Linked DNA regions of Mus musculus: region 2 is linked to region 1. The links are chromatin contacts, called in public Micro-C maps. All regions are on one chromosome and are shown on one strand. Each heading gives the region's core, a stretch centred on a gene start, on an enhancer-like site or on the middle of the called end of the contact. The rest is flanking DNA. Distances are from core to core; before and after follow the strand shown. Region 1 overlaps Dlgap2 (DLG associated protein 2). Region 2 overlaps Dlgap2 (DLG associated protein 2).

Region 1 (5,616 bases), core at 2,099-4,598:
TCGCTGTCCCAATGAAAAACTCAACATGCTAACTGAAGCTGCCACTCAAACTCAAGGAGCTGCACATTCTTCCTAAAATAAGGGTGCTATAACAGCTTCTTGCATGGGGTTTATAACTGCCCAAGATTTTTGTTTCCCAGTACCTAAGAAGCTACCCAGACTTGGAGAAAAATGGGGAAATGATAAATTCACTCTAATTGTATTATTCAAGTGCAAAATCAGCCTGACTATTTTAAAGAGTAATATGAGGTCACCTCTCCATGTTTATTCCAGGTGAGTCACTCAGCAGCAATGTTTAACCTACATCAGAACTGCAGCAACCATCCTCAGTGTATATCTGATGATAATCGGGATCCATCTTAGATTCTACTCCACGGCCCCTAACCAGACATTCTCAGAGAGTCTTAGGTAGAAATCACACTCTGCTCAGGGTTCGCTGTGCACTTGCTCAGAACGGCCCTTATCTCATGTGCTCTCTCTTCTACTGCGAGTATACCTCACCACGGTAGAGGGGAGGAGAAAGTCTGGGGGGCAGCACATTCACTCTGGGGTCTCTCTAGTGAAGGTCCTCTCCTTAAGTTTTTAGCATATAGTTATGTCAAGATATAGGTTTGGATGGCATCTAATAATCCATGGGATGCCAATGGAGAAGAGTTGCAGGAAAGAAATCTGCAGTGCGCTGGCAAACAGCTGCCCTGCTCTCGATGAGGTGACGTTCCACTCAGGGCACAGAAACAGCAGTGTGTTTGCTGTACACGGCTCCTTGGGAATCTCACAGTTCTACTGAGGAGTAACTCTCAGAACTGGAATGCATTCATGATACATGGTGTGACACTGTTCCACACATGTCTACAGCGGGGAATTATAGCCATGAATGACATAATCAGCACATCTGTTTGTCATGCCACCTAGGGCTTTCCCATGCATGTGTGTTATGATAACACAGAAGGTTCCCTCTTCTAGACTCTACATACACAGTCCTGTGATGTCAGCCTCTATCATAGCAAGGAGGATTCGACCCCTAGAACAGACTAACCACTACAGGTTATCTTCTCTAACCAACAAGCACCCCCATTTCTCTAACTCAACCCTGATGGTCACCATTCCACTATCAACTTCAAAAAGTCAACTTTTTAACCTTTCACACTGTCACAGCTTAGACCTGGACTATACCCCTGGGCTCATGTGTTGAAGACTCGCGTCCCAGTGCAGTGGTGTTCTAGGTGAGCCCTTTGAGAACTAACTGATGTAGGTTCTGGCCTCATGGAAAGAAACCATGGCTAAATAGGCTACAGGGAGGTAGCAGAATCTCCAGCATGATGGGGACATGTCACTGGAGGGCCATCATATCCTAAAAGACCCTTTCTCTCACATGGTTCAGAGGGTGCCATGGTGTGAGCAGCTTTCAAAGGACCACACCCTCCTGCCCTGATGCTCTACCTTGCCACAGAAACAACTGGACTGTGTGACCCTGGAGTGAGGCCTCTGAAGCCATGGGCCCAAACACATCTATTTGTAAGTCAGCTGTGATTTGTTACACCCAGGTAAAGGCCAAACTCAAGAGCATACAATACTTCTTTTCTGTGCCTGACTTGTCTAACTGAACAAACTGTCCATCCAAGATGTTATAAACAACTGAATTTCACCTTATCTATGCTGAATAGTACCTCTGTCTGTCTTTCTCTCACTGTCTTTCTTCTTCTTTCCTCCTTTTACACACACACACAGAGAGAGACAGACAGACAGGCAGACAGACAGGCAGAGAGACAGAGACCCCCTAGAAAAGTCATTGCTCTGCGAGACATAGGTAAAATGTTTTTATGGCTATACATTAAAGGAATAGCAAATGATAAAGGAGATGAAAAGAATCCAGTCATCTCTCTCCTTCCACACCCTACTGATTCAGAGCAAACCCATCTAGAATCTACAGAACCTACTTGGTCATCAAAGGTCATGATTTGGGGATCATCTTTCTGAACCAAGAAATCTATAATACTCATCACAGCAAGCTTATCTACAACTCTATTCCCACAGCTCACCCACTGCAGATGGTCCTTAGGCTAAGAAGTGCCCTGTTCATATCCGTTTTCCCTACACCTAAAATGATACCCAATAAACAGACTTGGCATAAAGAACGGAAGCTGGCTGATCACTGGTAATAAAGAAATGTATAATGAAATGAATCATGGGAGCTACTGAGCCCCATCACTTCTCAGTCTTTATTCTGATCACTGAGACTGTCAAACTGCTTTGACACGGAGGCCCTGTGCCCCATTTTGTGGAGCAGGTCTTAGGATTCAGTGACATTCCCCCCACCCCCAGGTCTTCAGGTAATAAAGGGGGAAGGCTGGATTCTAACCAAGCTTATTCAACTCATCTGCTATGTTTGCTGAAGTAAGATGGAGGTAGTCACCATCCTAACATGGAGGGAGAAGGGGCTCAGGAGCTGCTGATCCTCAATGGATGAACTATGGACAATTGATAGGCTCTTGGGAGGAAGAGTTGGTTTTCTTTAAGGGTAAGGCTCCTGGTAGATTGGGTACCCTCTGGTGGGTGGCCTCATATCCAGTATACAGACAATCAAGTTAAAAATCAATGAGAATGGGGGGAGGAGAGAGAGAGAAAGAGACTAAAAAGCCCAACAAACCTCAAAACAAAGGCTTTCCTCTATAGACACACATACAAGCAGTTACCAAATGTTAAGGTCAAAAAATGTTAAAAATAAGAACAGAAAGCCAGAGAGGTTATATTTTATGGAGTCTCATTCCTAGTTAAGGCAAAGTTGGAACACTGGTTCCCAGCTGCTGGTGCAACTCTTTGCACTACATGTGGAACTTGTGATTGCTCCAGGGAAGGTGATGGTTTCTGACAGGAGTCCAGGCAGAGAGAAGAGGCATCAGAAGTGATTTTACAATGGAACCAGTGTCTGCACCACCAAGTCCATAGTGCCTTGGTGACCAATGTCACCAAGTGCCTTTGGTGGCTTTCTCTCCTTAACAATCTACTTTCCTTCCAGTTTCCAGAAATTTCTCAGTGAACCTATCTAAGAAGACTCTGGGTTCTCCTTGAATCATGTCACGTTTGCTTATCTGCTAAAGAATTGTACATTCTAGTATAGTTAAGGACCATTCTAAACATGGCTCCCCTTTGGTGCAGTCACCAAAGGGTCCTGGTATCTGTTTTCTCTGCACCAATGAAGAGGGGAAGAAATATTTAGCTCAGATTTTAGAAAACCAGCCATCGATTTGATTTGCCTTTGGAACTCCAAGCCCACCATGCAGGCATCATGCCACACACCACAGGCACCTTCCTGTGCCTGACTCACAGGGCCAGCATTTGCCAGCCTTTGTCAGTTGCTCACTTACTTCTAAACTCATAACCCAAGCTCTGAGTCATTAGATCACAAGATCAGCCCTGGGGGAGGGGAATCCAATAATTCTGTGATGGGCTTGTCTCCTTCCAAGGTCGTCCTCCACAGAGAGATACCCTCAATCATGCAACACTCTGATCACTGCTAATGAAATGGAGCAATTGGAGAGAAAGCAACACGGTAAATCCACATCCACAGCAACATAGGACCCTGGGGAGGAGGGGTCCTCCTGTCAGCCATCATATGAGAAGAGAAAAGGTGTCTGAAACCCAAGTTCATAACCATAAACACGGCAGCGAGGATAGCTCATAAGAGATAGACCTGGTCACACCATCTGTCCTTTCAAATGCCATTACAACTGCTTTGTTCCCTGTGGAATAGCTTCTGGCACGTTCCATGGACATGGTGGCAATTTCACGCAGGCTGTGATTTCCTTGAGGTTAGAATGCCCGCCATCTTCTCTTTTCCTTGCAGTTTCTTGTGCACACAACAGAGCTGTGAGAACACAGTCTTTGGGAGAGTCAGGAGCATCTACACTCAGGCAGAAGACAAAGACAGGGGCCCCAAAGGATACAGAGACATGGGGTAGAATGTAACTCAAGAGGTTGCTTCTCCCAAGCTCTGAAGCCCTACTGTTTAAATGGGGGCTGTTGCCCTAGTCTCCTGTCTTCTCCAAGAAGGTCTCAGACAAGTGATCAATGCAAGTCTCCCTGAAGTCACATGAGAGGTAGGGCTGGGGTTCCCACAGGACTGTGGGAAGCTGCCAAGGGTACCCATAACATGAATGCTTTCTTGATTTTCAAAGAGTCCTGGCACCCGCTACAGTGTCTGCCAATGGGAAACATAAGGTATTCAGCTGACCAACGAAAGGGAAATGAGTTATAAGCTGAAAACACTCAACTTCCTCTGGCATCTCAGTCTCAGGTGCACTGAAGTTCTAGATGTTTCTGAGACCTGAAGAGCCCAGGATTCCTTCAAGGGTGTTAGCTAAGCCAATCAGCAAAGTCATGCTCAGTCGGAAGAGCTTCATGCATCCCCTAGGATGTCAAGGACCATGACTGGGTTCCTTCCAAAGTGGCCACCTCTGACACAAGAGACAGATGTCATATCCTGCACTGAACTTCTCTCGAGGGACACTGTGTTGTGCATTGTTTTGGAGCTGGTCATGAATTACTGGGAGTTTCTCTAATACTTATTCTTTATTGTTCAGTGCATCGATTCTGAACATATTTCCTAAATGGAATTCAAAATTGCAGCAATCAGACATAGTAATATCAACAAGAAAATGGACGGTACTGCAACTGCAGCCATACCCATCCTGAGACCCGGTACTCAGCTCACCCAGGGGTTGTAATGTTCCTGAGCAAACGGAAGGAAAAACAGCCTTCATGCCAGCTGACTGTCTACATCTCAGCTACTGGATATTATTTATAAAAAGGAAGAAACTCAAAAATTAGGGCTCATTTGTGCATTTACATCATTCAGCATAAATGCATAATTGTCCCAGTCTCAGACACCAGATGGTATGTGCAATTCATTCGTGCTTTTGCTTTATCTTATCACATTTAATCTGTGGCTCTGACCAATTCTAAACGTAACACTTGCAGAAATTGCCTTGGTTGATAGCAGAAGCAGGTACCTTAGCTATACCCATTTTCTCAGAAATATACAGCGATGAGGCGGAATGACTGGGCCGGGCACTGTGTGGGGAGGTATACAGTTGGAAAAAAGAAAAGACATTGCAAATGCTGTGCTGAACTCAGTAGGCAGCACCTCTATGCTCCCATAGGTGCTACTGGAAGAAAGATGGAAGCAATGTGTATTCAGTGCACCATACAGAGGTGTGGCGTGGATCCATGCAGTAGGGCACATCCACGGTGCAGGAGCACACAGGAAAATGCACGGGGCATGAGACTGTGCTGACCCAGAAGTCCTTTCCTAGACCATTGTGCTTTCAACAGAAAGGTGTGCCCTCTACTGCGTGTGCAAACACTAACCTCTGCTGAGACGGTGTATGCAAAGAGCTCTGTGAATCCTCATGGCTCTTTATAAACACTCATACACAAACACACATGCATACATACATACATACACACACATACGTACATATACACATACATGCACATACATATACATATGCATGCGCGCGCGCACACACACACACACATACATTCCTTCATCACCTCTTCTATTCTTTCTTTAATCATAAAAACCTTAGCATACTGCACCTGGGAACAAGAGTTCAG
Region 2 (5,616 bases), core at 2,252-4,751, 140 kb before region 1:
GCTGAAGCGGGTTTCAAGTGACTTCCACTTCAGTTGCCCCTTATCTGGAAAGCCGAACAGTATTACTCCTGTCAGAGGTTTCGGACTGAGAGAAAATGCACAATGGACCTGGGCAGAGCGACTGGCATTTGACAGACAGGACTCCAAACAATGTCTGCAAGGTGCAAACGACTTCTGAAGTCCCTTTCAAAGTGAAAGCTCAAAACGGCGGACTGGCCTTTGCTTTGGGAAGCCTTGGTGGGGGTGGTGGTGGGGTGGTGGTGCATGTGGCCTTCGGGTGTGGAAGAAGCTCATTGCTCCCTGACTGACTTCCTGTGGTGCCTGAGTCCTCAGAGACTCCCCACTGCCCTCCACCTGTGAAGCAACTCCATGTCCCAGATCACTGTCCTTTCTCAGGATATGCATGCTCCAGCTTAACTGACCAGGGCTAGGGGTGGGGAGCTGTGTGGCTGCCACACTGCACCATCTTAGCATGCAGACCTGAGATTACAGACGTCTCAATATTTTGCTAACCAGTCCCAGCATGAGACTATATGCTGTTGAATAAAGTGCCTAACCACCTGCTATCTCTGCTTCTTGTTCATACGTGGCATGCACAACTACATCTCTACAGTGGCTTTCCACGAATGCTGAATATGCATGACTGTTCTTCAGAAACATCTTCTTCATTTCAATAATGATAAGCCCTGCTCTGCCTCTGAGGTAGAAATATATATATATATATATATATATATATATATATATATATATATATATGCAATTCATTAACTTAGTTTATAGCAAGAGAAGGCCTGGCTAATCAACCTCATCTAAATTATACTAAAAGTGTGTCATTATCTGGTAAGATGAGAAGAAAGAATGCAGAAATAATTTCACAGCAAAATGGCAGGGCAGCACATTGAAAGCATCTTCAGCTGCAAGCTCATTCCCGAGCCTGCCTGTCAAGGCTTGCTCCTGAATGTCCACACGATTCTCTACAGCTCGGTGAACCGGGCCATGAAGATGCCTGGCGCTAATGTCTGATTTTCACCCTCAGTGTATCCATCCTCATGAACATGTCAGATTGCATCTGATGCTGCAGCCGTGGTGGCCGACGTTCCAGTGGGCAGTAGAGAGAGCGGTGAGGCTGAGAGGGGTGTACAGACAGCTGACAGGAAGACAGATCTGATTCCCTCCAGGGAACCTGTGCTCACAGCCAGGGATTCAGGGAGATGAGCATGCAGATTCCACGGGAAGACCTGGAAGATACCATCTCCATGAACGTTACAAGAGGTTCCAGTTGGCTGAATTATTCTTAGATCTTCCATTACAGTTTATAAGCATGGATGTTGGGTAATCTGGCCATTTTGGCCAGAAGTCCTAGTCTAGCCCACAGTGACCATCTCAACCGGTCTCACCCTGGTGGGTGCCTCCCCTGGGTGCAGTACAGTTGTTCTGCATCCTTATCAACAGATTTGGGGGGGCGGATTTTTTTTTGAGACAGGGTTTCTCTGTTGTAACCCTGGCTCTCCTGTAACTCACTCTGTAGACCAGGCTGGCCTCGAACTCAGAAATCCACCTGCCTCTGCCTCCCAAGTGCTGGGATTAAAGGCATGCACTACCACACCCGGCTATCAACAGATCTTGATCATGACTTATAGATTATGGCTCTACAGAAGAACATTGTGGGCACCCGGCAGTGCCATCCCCTAGGCTTCCAAGTTTCCTTTTCCTTATAAAGTGCCTTCCACGAGGAAGCTCTGTAGGCCCCACTTTTAATGTTTGTTTTGGAATAATCTTGAGCCAAGTTTCTTTTTTTTTTTTGAACTAGAAGGGCTAAGTTCTGAAATTCACGAGGGCTGTTTTGTTGGACTAGGGCATTCACACAGGGGTAGTACTGCAAAGAGGGTATGGTGGTTTAAGTAGGAATGCCTCCTAAAGACTCATGTACTTGAATGCTTGGCCCATAGGGAATGACACTATTAGGAGGTGTAGCCTTGTTGGAGTAAGGAAGTGTGTCACTGTGAGAGGAGGCTTTGAGGTCTCATATGCTAAAGTTAGGCCCAGTGTGGAACACAGTCTCCTTCTACTGCCTGCGTATTGAGATACTGAACTTGCAGCTCCTTCTACAGCATCATACCTGCCTGCACGCTGCCATGATGACAATGGACTTAACCTCCGAAACTGTAAGCCGCCCTCAATTAAATGTGTCCTTTATACCAGTTGCCATGGCCGTAGCGTCTTTTCACAGCAATAAAACACTGACTAAGATAGAACCATTGGTAAGTCATTCCTTTTGTTGAGCTAGTTCACTGTTGTTCACATGCTCCTGGTCCCCCAGATACCTGGCAGAGCACCCTAGATCCTTTTTCCTTCTTCTCAGCAGCCATCTCTGGTTGCTATCTCAGTTAGTTTCAGGACCAACCACTTTTTTCTTCCATTCGTATCTGCCATCCCCATCAGCCCAGAGTCCCTTCCCAGAGAGCATTGAAATTTCCAAGTCACACTCACCCATAGGCCAGCACAAGGAGACCAATTGTTTTCAAGGATCCCAAGCCCAAACCCTGAGATCTCGGTGGCTTAGCATTCAGGAGAAGCAGGGCACAGTATAAGCCACACACATCTCTGCATAGAAGCTGGAAAATCCCCACTTGGGAGAGCATATATACCCACTGGAGTCTTGGATGCTTCTAGGCCTCTTCTTGGTGCCCACAAAAGCTCTAGAGAAACATTTCTTAAAGCTGATGGCCCCATTGCAAAATTCCAGTTCTTCATACAGTCCAACTCCTTTAGCTGTTCAAGAGGTTTTAAATGAACCAAAGACACCCCCTTCAAAGATTTCCATAAGGCAGCTGTGCTTGTTAAAGACCCTGCTGCTGCCCTGGCTGGTCACAGAGTGTTGTTACCAGACACAATGGAGAGCTAGTATGTATTTCCTCTTAATTGAAACATTCTTTCCTAAAAGAAAGAGGGATTCTCAAAAAGGGAAAAGAAATAAAGGGGAAAAAAAAAGGGAAGATGCAATGCCTATGGAATAAACGAAACTTACAAGGCACAGGAATATCCTCAAAGTTACAGGATTCACAAGGTCCAATCTCAGAGTTTTAGAAATAGTAACAGTTGTTGAGGAGAAGGAGCTCTCATTGTCTGAGCTTCCTGCAACTTGTACAAAGAACTCCAGATATGCAGCTTTTGTGACTCAGGCCCCATGCTACTGAGATTTCAGATGACAGAGATGCCTTTGAGTGACCCAAGTTTCTGTAATGAGCCCCAATAACCTCGGCAATTTACTAATCTAGCCATCTCTTTAGCCTGTCACTGATGCCCTATCTGGAGCCAAATGAGCCACACTTCTGAAGGGTATTGGGTGAAAGGCCACACTTGCTGGGGTATGAGAGCACAGACATGCTCATCAAGTGTATGAATTGGGGGACATACTGAAGAAGGCAATGGTGGGGACACACTGGAACCCCTCCACCCCCAAGTCTGTGGCCCAAGAAGGCAGTGGTCAGCATGAGTCACAGACAAGTCAGCCCTGTGGACCCCGGCAGTGGCGGGGTTTCCAGGGCACCCAGTGAGTCAGATGTTGCTTCATGCATCATCTGAAAATTAACTACCTTCAAAAATAACACCCAGCAGAACCTCATCTGCTGCTCGCTTTGCCTATAAGATTTTTCAGAAAAGCCATTTCCACTGGGTAGAATCAGAAGCATCTTTCTCATTTCAACCCAAGGCTGCAGCCTTGATCAGTGGCCAGTCTCATTTGCGCAATGTCACTACACGTCAGCATGCGAGCGGACGATGAAAACCAACTCTGAAAGGCACCTTCCCTTGGCGCTTTATTTTGTTATCTTGCTATTTTGTTAATGTGAGCTCTACTTGGAAAAATTATTTGTAGATGATTTAGTGGACCAGTCAAATGAACTGTTAATTTTTTCCTTTTTACGTATTTGCTTAAAAACTATTTTCTTTCTAGGTTTAAGTTGTTGCTTAATGCAAAATATGTGTATATATATTCTGAAAGTCTTTGCACAGTTGCTGCTATGTAAAAAACATGATCCTGAGCAACAAAACGAATCCTCTCTGTCCCAGATGTCCCCATCATCCACCCTCTAGGACTTATGAGGAAACATGAGCAAATTCATTTTTGAAGCTATGAGCAAAGAAAGGCAGCTTTTATGTCATTAAAGGTGACACCTAGACGTGGGGCATGGTCCCTGAAGCCAACTGCTGGGCCCAATTCTCTACATTGTCATCATGTCCTGGTGGGATCGCAATACATATCTGATAGCATGGTGGTGAGCACTAATATACGTAAAACAGCTAAAGCAGGAACAAGGCTCTTAAGAAAATTAGAGTTATGCTAGTGTAGCTCAATTTTTAGATAAGCAACCGAGATCCTTCATAATAAATCTTACTGGGATAAATAATTATAACATTCCTAACTTCTATCTGAAGAAAGGATTCCACATTAAAATTCTGGTTGCAGTTCATATGACTGTATTGCAAAGCACAGACACCAACAAATCAACAGCCAGCACGAACTACAGGAAGCCACTGATGAGATTCCTGGGAAAGGATCACCCTGACAGCAAGTGTTTTTGTTGGTGGTGGTAGTGGTGGTGGGTTTTTTTCTGCTGCTCTGCTAACCAAGGCTTGATAACAAGAATGATATGGGAGACAGAAACTGGCAACTTATCAAAATGAACGAGAATTCCACTGCCAACTGTTTCAAAAATCAAAACAACAGGCAACTTTTCTTTTCTTGGTGAGTTAGTTCTACCAAGCAGCAGCTGCTCACTGTCTTTTAGGGATGGGCCCAACTTTCCTAAATCTGTTTGCAGTTCAGCAGCAGCTGCTGGTTTTTGGCCCCTTGCAAGACAACCCTGCTGTTTTGTTTCTGTTTTTGTTTTTGTTTTGTTTTTTCAGGATAAAACATTCCCATGTATAAGTACGTAGAAGCTGTTTCACCATCAAAAAGACCATTTTCAGCAGAAGACAGCCGTATTCTGCCACTTCTCATAGTACATGTCCTTCTCTGCGTGACCTGATGCTGAATTGGTTTAGGAAGCCCCATTAGGTCTGGAATGGATTTCATCTTGACTTTGATTGGCTCTGAGACCTGTGGTCTCTTTCTTTTAAAGGTCACTGAGAAAATCCTCTTGGATCCTTTGGGCTCTGTGGTCTGAACACTACTCATTTGCTCCAATTCAATTCCTTTGTGATACTATTTTCTTTGTGTGCCCTACGGAACCCGTCTGGTCTAGTTTCCCTGGTTCCATCCAGACAATCTAATGCAATTATGTGTTTCCAGAGATTAATTTCTATGACTTGCATGTGACTGAAAATGCACGTGCTGTGCCAGAACATGCTCGTTTCTGGTCCCTGCAGACCCCTCCTTCTACTGAACTAGAGCCTGCTCCCCATGGCACCTGAACCACGACCCACACCCTCTTTCCACCCACTCCCTCCTGAACAACTGCCACTAAACACTAAGCTACCAGCCTTGCCTTGATGAAGTTCTCCTGAATTACCAGGCATAACAACACAGGCTTTGTTTGGGAAGGCTAACTCAGCATGATATACATCACGTAGAGCTATGCCTGGTACCAATCACCCTGAGGTATGTGAGCACTG

What was found. Hi-C and Micro-C count contacts between places; a contact is called where the count stands out from the background.
Region 2: a Micro-C map of muscle stem cells shows a contact between it and region 1, with 4 times the contacts expected there. The contact joins two enhancer-like sites. A contact is called at or near these places in 3 of 484 Hi-C or Micro-C datasets (embryonic stem cells, muscle stem cells and nephron progenitors).

What each region holds. Positions count from the first base shown.
Region 1 is chr8:14,537,588-14,543,203 of GRCm38.p6, reverse strand. The region is part of intron 4 of Dlgap2 (DLG associated protein 2); the gene reads right to left. Among named protein-coding and RNA genes, the nearest start is that of C030037F17Rik, 230 kb to the left of the region's middle. Within about 2 kb of position 3,348, at least 18 of the 459 cell types and tissues checked have an H3K27ac peak or open chromatin away from gene starts, as enhancers often do. A contact at or near this core is called in muscle stem cells, where this site is marked.
Region 2 is chr8:14,678,241-14,683,856 of GRCm38.p6, reverse strand. All of the region lies in intron 4 of Dlgap2 (DLG associated protein 2), which reads right to left. Among named protein-coding and RNA genes, the nearest start is that of C030037F17Rik, 85 kb to the left of the region's middle. Within about 2 kb of position 3,501, at least 19 of the 459 cell types and tissues checked have an H3K27ac peak or open chromatin away from gene starts, as enhancers often do. A contact at or near this core is called in muscle stem cells, where this site is marked.